2 separate regions of the Ovis aries genome follow, and region 1 is linked to region 2. Evidence: chromatin contacts called from public Hi-C data. All regions are on one chromosome and are shown on one strand. The core of a region is the stretch at or near the end of the contact, and the rest is flanking DNA. Distances in the headings are between cores, read along the strand shown. Region 1 holds the start of OAF (out at first homolog). Region 2 has its middle 26 kb from the start of TRIM29.

What was found. Hi-C and Micro-C count contacts between places; a contact is called where the count stands out from the background.
Region 1: a contact with region 2 is called in a Hi-C map of omental adipose tissue, with 2.7 times the contacts expected there. The contact joins the promoter of OAF here to the enhancer-like site in region 2. A contact is called at or near these places in 4 of 16 Hi-C or Micro-C datasets (blood, mixed tissues, omental adipose tissue and 1 more).

The regions. Positions count from the first base shown.
Region 1 is chr15:30,499,003-30,503,048 of ARS-UI_Ramb_v3.0, reverse strand. It overlaps OAF (out at first homolog), which reads right to left and starts at 1,583. Exons shown (of 4, transcript XM_027979327.2): 1 at 1,038-1,583. The coding sequence starts at 1,304.
Region 2 is chr15:30,452,374-30,456,959 of ARS-UI_Ramb_v3.0, reverse strand. No RefSeq gene overlaps it. Among named protein-coding and RNA genes, the nearest start is that of TRIM29, 26 kb to the right of the region's middle. Within about 2 kb of position 2,994, at least 4 of the 54 cell types and tissues checked have an H3K27ac peak or open chromatin away from gene starts, as enhancers often do.

The sequences.
Region 1 (4,046 bases), core at 334-2,833, 48 kb before region 2:
CCCACCTACTTGTTCCCTTCACCAAACACACACACACACACACACACACACACAGAGGAGAGGCTGGTCTTTACTCCCTTCCCACCTCGTACACACACACACGCACACACACACACACACAGAGGAGAGGCTGGTCTTTACCCCTTTCCCACCTACTTGTACACACGCGCACACACACACACACACACACACACACACACACACACACACACCCTTCCCACCTACTTGTTCCCTTCACCACACACACACAGGACAGGCTGGTCTTTATCCCCTTCCCCAGAATCTGAGCCAAAACTGAGGGTTGGTCAGCCCTTCAAGCAGGGTAAGAGGTGGCACCTCTCCCAGAGCCTGGGGACCTCACCTGGGGCCTCTCTCCAGGTCCTCCACTGCAAGTTCCCCAGACTTTCATTCCAAAGAGAAGAGGTGGCTTCTCCTTGGCCTGGGGGACACGTAGCACCACCCAGGAACCCCCTTCCCCAGCCCAGGGAAGTGAAACAAGGAGAGGTGGTACATAGACTCCAAGATGTCAGGGCTGGGAGACCTGGAGTCTCCCTCTTGTTCCTGTACAGAGGTGTGAAAGGTGGCCTAGAGAAGGAAAGGGACTTGCCCTAGGTCACAGTGAGAACCCGGGACCTCTGATGCCTGGCCCAGGACTTTTTCCTGATAAAGCCTGAGGGAATTACTCCAGAAAGGGAGACGGGGTTATTAACATTGACTCTAGTAGGGTCAGCACCTGGAGGGCGCGGGGAGACCTGGAAGAGGAAGTGCGGAGCTAGCTGGTTAGAGGGCCTCGGCGCCCAGGGTAAAAAGGTGAAAGGCCGCAAGGGAGAGTCTGAAGGGCAGCAGAGCAGTTCGTGGGGGAGAATGACGGGCGCTGGGGAGCAGGGCAAAGAGGTGTGGAGAAGACCCGCGTGACCTTGGCTAAGTCGCGTCCCTGTCCCTCTCCTGGCCCAGTTCTCTGGCCAGCAGACGGGACCCTCTCAGGCACGCAGATTTCCCCCCTCCGCCCCGCCGCCGGGCAACCGACGGTGCCTCACCTTCTTAAAGTCGGCGGTGAAGGAAATGAGAGTGCCGTCGGGCTTGCGCAGCTCCAGGCTGATGCTGTCGGCGTCGCTGTCCGCCTGCAGGCTCTCCTCGGTCACCTGGCCGTCAGGCAGCCGCACCCGCACCCGCAGCTCCGACGGCGAGCTAGCCCCGGCCCCCGCGCCCACGCCGCGCGGCGCCCCCAGCAGCGGCACGAGCAGCGGCAGGAGCAGCAGCGCGGGGGACGCCCGGGGGACCCCGCAGCGGCCGGGCGGGCGCATCCCCTGGAGCCGCCGCCGCCCTCGCGGTCCCGGCGCGCCGCGAGCGGGCAGGGAGCTGCGGGGCCAAACTTTGCCCGAACTTGGAGGCTAGTTCACGGCGCGGGGGCGCGGCTCCCCCTGGGGCTGGGGGCTCAGCCGCGGGGCGCCAGCGACGTGGCGCCGAGGCACGTGGGCTGCGCTCCGCCGCGCGCCCCCCGGCGGCTCCGAGGCGGACGCTGCGCTCCCGGGGCCGGTCCGCCTCCCAGTCCCAGCGCGGCGCCTCCCGCGGCCCCCGACTCCGGAGCTCCGAGACTGTGTTTTGCACTTTTCATTCAATCCCACCCCCCGTCACTTCCTTCAGAAAACAGAAACCACCAGGACCTGCCTTAAAGAGACCGCGCACCTCTCGGCCCTTAAAGGGCCCGCGGCGGCTCTCCCCGCGCTCGGCGGCGGGCGGGGCGGACCGGCACGGGGCTGACCGGCGCGCGGCGGCCTGGTGGGAACTGGGTTTCTCAACCGCGCTCCCTCCCCGTCGCGCCCCGGCAGCGACCGGGCTGGCCCGGGAGTTGACTCTCCTGGCAGATCCCTTCCTCCCAGCAGGGGCGGGACGGGTGACTCTTCCCCCGCCTCCCCTCCCCCGGCCCCGTCCTTCTTTTTGGCCCGTTCTTGTGCCACGTGGATGAAAGAATCGGGCTTGGTGTTTTAGGGGTTTTGTTTGGTCTTTTCAGTTTCTCCGAGGGGGCGAATTTCTACACTGCTTCTGCAAAATCGGACCTCACCTCGCGTTCAGCCTTTTGACTGCCATAGATCAGGAGAGAGAGGGGCTGAGGTTCTGCTGGCATTGACATCCGTCAGGTGTGAAATCTTGATCAGTCAGGCCGCCTCTCTGGACATGGCCCTTGAAGTATCCGCATTCTCTGAGCCCCTGCGCAGGTTCTTTTCGGTCTGGGCGCCCTTACTTTCCCCATTCACGACTTCTCCCCAGTCCTGCCCACCTCCCCAGACCCCTGTTCTCTCTCCCACCGATAGGCTGAGCAAATTCAGGAAAACAGTAGATTGCAGACCATTCTGGAGGATGTCCAGGGACTCAGGATGCGCTTGACCATCAGAGGCTTTCCCACAAGCCCACAGAAATGGGGTGCCTTGCCATGCACTCCAACAGTGAACTGGGTGAAGGCAGGAGGGATGTGGATTCCTGCTTCCTCTGATTAGCTGTGTGCTTTGGAAACATTTGAAAAGTTCTTTGGGCCTAAGTGTCCCCGGGGTAGAGCGGGTGTTGCTGAGACCTACAAAGTCCTGCCAGTTCCAGAAGAGAAAACGCCAGGAGGATGTTCAGAACCTATTGTTCCTTGATGTTCGCTTCACTTCTCTTTATTCTGTAGTCCCCTAATCTTTCCCAGATCTCTACCACAGATGTTGAATACCCTTCTCTTCAGCCTTCTTCTCATCTAGGTTTTCCCCAGCACAGGTTAGTAACAATGACAACAGGTACCCAAGCACCCAGGGACCATAAGGGTGCCAGCAGAGTTAGATGCCTTGAACTGCAGGGGGTGCCCAGAACCACTTCCTTACTATTAGCCCAGAGCTCTTCTTACTACTGGTCATGAAATTAAAAGACGCTTGCTCCTTGAAAGAAAAGCTATACCCAACCTAGATAGCATATTAGAAAGTAGAGGCATTACTTTGCTGACAAAGGTCCATCTAGTCAAAGTTATGTTTTTTCCAGTACATTCCAGTATGAATGTGAGAGTTGGACCATAAAGAAAGCTGAGCGCCAAATAATGGATGCTTTTGAACTGTGATGCCAGAAAAGACTCTTGAGAGTCCCTTGGACTGCAAGGAGATCCAACCAGTCCATCCTAAAGGAAATCAGTCCTGAATATTCTTCGGAAGGACTGATGCTGAAGCCGAAACTACAGTTTACTTTGGCTACCTGATGCGAAGAGCTGACTCATTGAAAAAGACCCTGATGCTGGAAAAGATTGAAGGCAGGAGGAGAAGGGGATGACAGAGGTTGAGTTGGTTGGACGGCATCACCGACTTGATGGAGATGAGTTTGAGCAAGCTCTGGGAGTTGGTGATGGACAGGGAAACCTGGCGCGCTATAGTTCACGGGGTTGCAAAGAGTCGGACACGACTGAGCATCTGAACTGGACTTCTTACTACACTCTGCTGCATAAATTTAAGACTGAAAAGGATTCAGAAGATTATCTAATTTGATGTTTTCCAAATTTGTTTTACGAAAAGAATCACCTAGGTGCCTATTAAAAACACAGATACCTAGATCCCTAAATCTAGTCAACCTGATTTCTTAAGAAACAGAACTGAAAATCTGCATTTTTAACAAATGCCCAGTGATGCTTGATCTCAGGGGTTGATAGCTGATAACCTGACAGAGAGTTAAGCTTAGCGGATCTAAGACAAATAGCATCTTTCCTGAGGAAACATCCTGATCCCTAAGGAGTTTATCTTCCCAAGGAGATGAGGTGGGCTGTCAAGAGAACAGTGGATTAGCACAGAATGCCCCCCGAGGGCCTCCCACCCAGAGCTGGCAGGGCTGGAGGGATGCCCAGGGTCTCAAAACTGGCCTCCTGCCTGACAGGACACTCATCTCAATCCAGCCTTAGAATTAGGTCTTCTCACATGAGTCTTTAGGGCCTCACCCACATTTCCTAACTTCCTGCTTCAGGTCCTGTCCCCCATCCATCATCAGACCCTGCCCCCAGCCATATTCCCAGGCCCCTTCCTCTTCACCCCAGTGAG
Region 2 (4,586 bases), core at 1,745-4,244:
TTCCGCAGAGAAAGCAGAGAGTCTGCCTCCTTTGGTTGATGGCAAAGGTGTTTGAGGGGTGTGTGGAGAGGGGGCTGGGAAGCACAGCAGGGCTGGAACTGACGTCATTCGGCCAGGCTGCTTGGGAAGAAGTCATATCCCAACCCCTCGGGAAGGCATTGTGGGGAGAGCCCTGCCAGCCCATTAAAGCCCCTGTAATTCAGGCCGTCTGCCACCCGCCACCCCCCACCCTCCACCATAAAACCAGCCAGTCTCCTCCAGAGTCTGGTTCTCCAGATGGCCTTAGAACCTAATCAGAGCCAGACCGCTCCCTGGCCCCTTCAGTCTGGTTACAGCCTTTGGCCATCTTGGCTTCCAGCCCCTTTAACCCCTTCTTCCCTGGCTTCCTTCCTTCTTCCGGGATCTCTGTTCTGCAGAGCCTTCACCACCCACTCCCCCAGATGAGGGTCACACAGAGGACCCCATTCAAAGCCAAGTGTGATGTCTTGAGAGACTCTATTAATAGGTTGGGATGAGAGGCCAGAGCTCCTCCCCTCGGGAAACCCCTGACTTGCCGTGTGGCTTCTGGAAAGTCATTTAACCTTGTGGAACCTCAGTTTCCCTATCTTTGGCAACCAACATTTACATTTTAATAAAGAGCTTTCAAAAATGTTTTTTACCTGCAGAGCCTCATTTAATCTTTCAAAAGATAATTATGCTCTTTTAATTACCCTCACAGGGAGAAGCTCATGAGAACGTGGGTTGTGGAGACTAGGAGGGAATATGTGGGTGACCAGTTACTCTGCCAGGCTGGGGAGGGGTCCCCACAGCAGGTGTCATGAGCCTCTCTGCAGGACGGTCAAGGCCTTCTGGGGGAGCGGGTGTGTGCTCAGTAGCTCAGTTGTATCTGACTCTTTGCAATCCCATGGAATGTAGCCCACCAGGCTCCTCTCTCCTTGCGTTTTCCAGGCAAGAATACTGGAGTGTGTTGTCATGGGAGGGGGCAGAATTTCCTAAAAGTTGTTCACCCTTGAGGAGGTCATACAGCATCCAGGGGGCCACAGTATGTGAGTCCACACAGAAAGTGACCTCCAGGCCACTCAGCTTAACCCAACGGAGTGAGGCATGGGTAGTGACAGGCCTTGTGCTTGCAGGCAGTCACAGCCCATCTCCTCCGAAGACAAAACAGGAGGAAAGACACTAGATGGATTGAGGTCAGACTCAGGAAAGTGAAAACATTAGTCCTATCCGACTCTTGGTGACCCCGTAGATGATGTAGCTCACCAGGCTCCTCTGTCCATGGAATTCTTCAGGCAAGAATAGCGGGTAGGTTGCCATTCCCTTCTCCAGGAGATCTTCCTGAACCCAGGGATCAAATCTGGGTCTCCTGCATTTCAGGCAGATTCTTTACCAATGAGCCACAGGGAAGCCCCTCAGACTCACCAAGTGAAAGTGAAAGTGAAGTCGCTCAGTCGTGTCCGACTCTTTGCCACCCGTGGACTGTAGCCCACCAGGCTCCTCTGTCCGTGGGATTCTCCAGGCAAGAATACTGGAGTGGGTTGCCATTTCCTTCTCCAGGGGATCTTCCCGACCCAGGGATCAAACCCAGGTCTCCCACATTGCAGGCAGACGCTTTAACCTCTGCGCCACCAGGGAAGCAAAATCTCCTATAGAGACACAGAACTTCAGATCCAAGTACTAACATCAAAGATTTCAAGGGAGGAAAGGAAGCCAGGTTGAAAGAAGAAGGGGGAGGAGGCAGGAGGGGGGGTGAAAAGGGTGGTCTTACAGACGTCTCCTGCCACCTAAAGATACTCAGGCGTTATGGGACTTTTCCCTGGGCCTTCAGAGAAGGGAGGACTGGAACTTGGCCCTACCAGAAATCAGACCAGACCAGAACCAGAATTCAAGTTCTCTGCCAAGAGGAGGTGATCAGTTTCCAATCTTCAGCTCAGGTTGAGGGCCCTTCGACCAGATTTCTGCGTCCAGGACGGGAGGACTAGAAAAACAGAGAAGGATAGGAAGGGTTAAGGAGAGGAAAGGGAGAGGGAAGGGGAGAGGGGTCAGTAAAGTCTCTTGTTCCTTACCGGTCGGGACACTTTGGCCAGTTGTCCGCGTCAGGAGGAGATCAGGGACAAAAGGGTCCCAGTTGCAGCCGCTGGGTCTGGTCCATTGGCAGGCAAGCTGGCCCTTGAGTGCCCCGAGTGGTCAGGATGTCAGTCTCAGCGAAGAAGAGTCCCCGCCAGAGTCGCCATTTGTTGTAGGAAGGGGGACCCCTTCCAGGTCCTGAAACTGGGCTCTTGTCTAACACTCGGAAATGAATTGTCCGAGGAGACACATGTGCTCACCAAGGGCGCTGTCAAAGGGAGCCTCGACAGCTGGTTGAGCAGGGCTGTGGCGACACCCTGTGGTGGGAATGAGGAACCACAGTTTGGTTCCCTGGGCTTGCTGATAGGATAAAGCGGAGACACGCTTATTTGAGTTCACACCTGTGCTGGACAGGTACTTTCCCCAGCTAACTCTTGCATCTCTGAACCGCCCGCTCCTGTGTTCACTCTGATGTTCAATTATATCGCCTCTCTCCTCAGCTTTAAGACAGCCTTCCCTGGGCCAAGTGCAGGGAGGAGAGTGAGGATTCAGTCATCACCACTCCACAGGCCAGAGCTAATGACCAGCAGGAGGGATTGCAGTTAGATACCAAAGGGACTTACTGGGTGGAAGATGGCTCCATGGTGGAAAAATCCTTCTGCCTAGGTCAAGTTTGGTGACAGAAGGTAAAGGAAGGGGACAGGCTGTTTCCTAGGGTGTGGAGATGACCACCTCCAGCTGGTCCCTTTGCCAGTGGCCTGACACAGCTGCTCTGATGGATGAGGTGCACACAGCAGGCCATGCAGGCATTGCCTACCTAGTCCTCAGCCCTTACATGTCAAGGCCAAGCTCTTCTCAGCACCTTGGTGTAGCTTCCTCCTCCAGAGTCCTTGCACCACAGGCTTGCTAAGGACGCTGACTCAGGCTGGGAGCTGACTGGGAGGGGTGAGCTGGGTGTCTTACACTGGGTGAGGGTAAGGCTGCTGAGCTGTGTGGGTTGTGGGTCACAGTAACAAGACTAACATTCACCATGCCCTCTCCTGTGCCAGCAGCTGTGTGCCCACAATCCCTCACGGTGACCCTATGCAGTCGCTCTGTTATTTCCTCCACTTTACAGATGAGAGAGTGAGACACAGAAATTAAGGAGCTGGCACCAAGCCACACAGCTGGAAGATGGTGGGGTCACGATCTGAGTGCCCAGCCCGCACGTGTCACCATTACACCTGCCTACCAGATAGGATGGGTGGGCTGGACCAGGAGTGGGGCTGCGGGGTCAGCAGAGGCAGAGCTGGAGCAGGAGAGGGGGCTCCAGCTCTCGGTGGGCAGCGGGGTCTTGGGGAGATGGGAGTGGGCTGCAAGAGAGGGAAAGGCGGCCGAGGCACTGGGTCCCCCGAGAGAGGCTGAGCACTCTAGCTCAGAAGGGCTGGAGGTGGTACAGTCTCACCGGCCCAAAAGCAGAGTTCCCACCTGTGGGGAGGACACACCCATGTTCCAAGAATGAGTTACAGGTGTTTTAAGACAGACCTCTCCCCCATCCCATCCTCCAGATGGTCGCAGGTTTCTGGGGCACCTGCTGCCCCTCCCCCAGCATGGCCTCTGGCTGGAAGCAGCCTCTCACTTAACTTCAGTGGGCCACGCCATGCCCCACGTCATCACTTTCACACGTGCCGGGCTGTGATGAAGTTCGGAAAGCTCTGGCTTAGCCAGGAGCCCACATGGTCTCTGAATCCTTCCAGGAGCTCAGAGCAGTAGATGCTGCATCAACAGCCGCCACTACGGCTTCTCCGGTGCCAGGCACAGACAGCCATCCCTACACCGGAGGGCCTGGGTACCCTGTGCGGTGGGTGGGGTTGGGGAGGACTGGCTGCCAGGGTGGCTGTCTGCCCTGGAGTTGAACTAGTTGAAGTCCACGAAGCTCAGGGAATCTCCCGTGGGAAGCTTGTTTCCTCCATCCAGCACCTTCTAGCTGCATGATCCTGGGCAGGTGACCTCCCTGGGCCCAGATTCCTCATCAGGAAAATGAAGATAAGAACCCCCACCCACCTCCGGAGAGTACTTGTGAGCATTAAATGAGCTTTCCAGTCTTGCTTTGGGCCAGCCGATGGTTGGTGTCAGGGATGGAAAGTGAGGGAGTACACCGCGGGGCCTGTGGGCAGAGACAGGAGGGGACCCAGAGGCCGGGAAACGGACCCAGAGACAGAAACCGAGGTATTTAATGAATGAATGGGGCTGGACACAGAGCCCGTGCAAAGCGCACCACCAGTTAAAAAAAAAAAAAACAAACCCGCTGGACCTCCCTTTAGAAGAGGAACGATCCACATGCTCCCAGCGACCTGCTGGACGCCGGAGTTTAGAAGCGCCCTCTGCCTCCCTGTTCGGTTTGTCAGTCTCCTCACCCATCCCAAACTCGGGAGGCCAGACAAAACGTCCTGGAGTCTGGGCCCCTGCCACCCTGGGACGCTCACGCGGCAGCAAACTCAGGTCCCCGATTCGCCCGTCGCGGGAGAACCCGAGGGCAG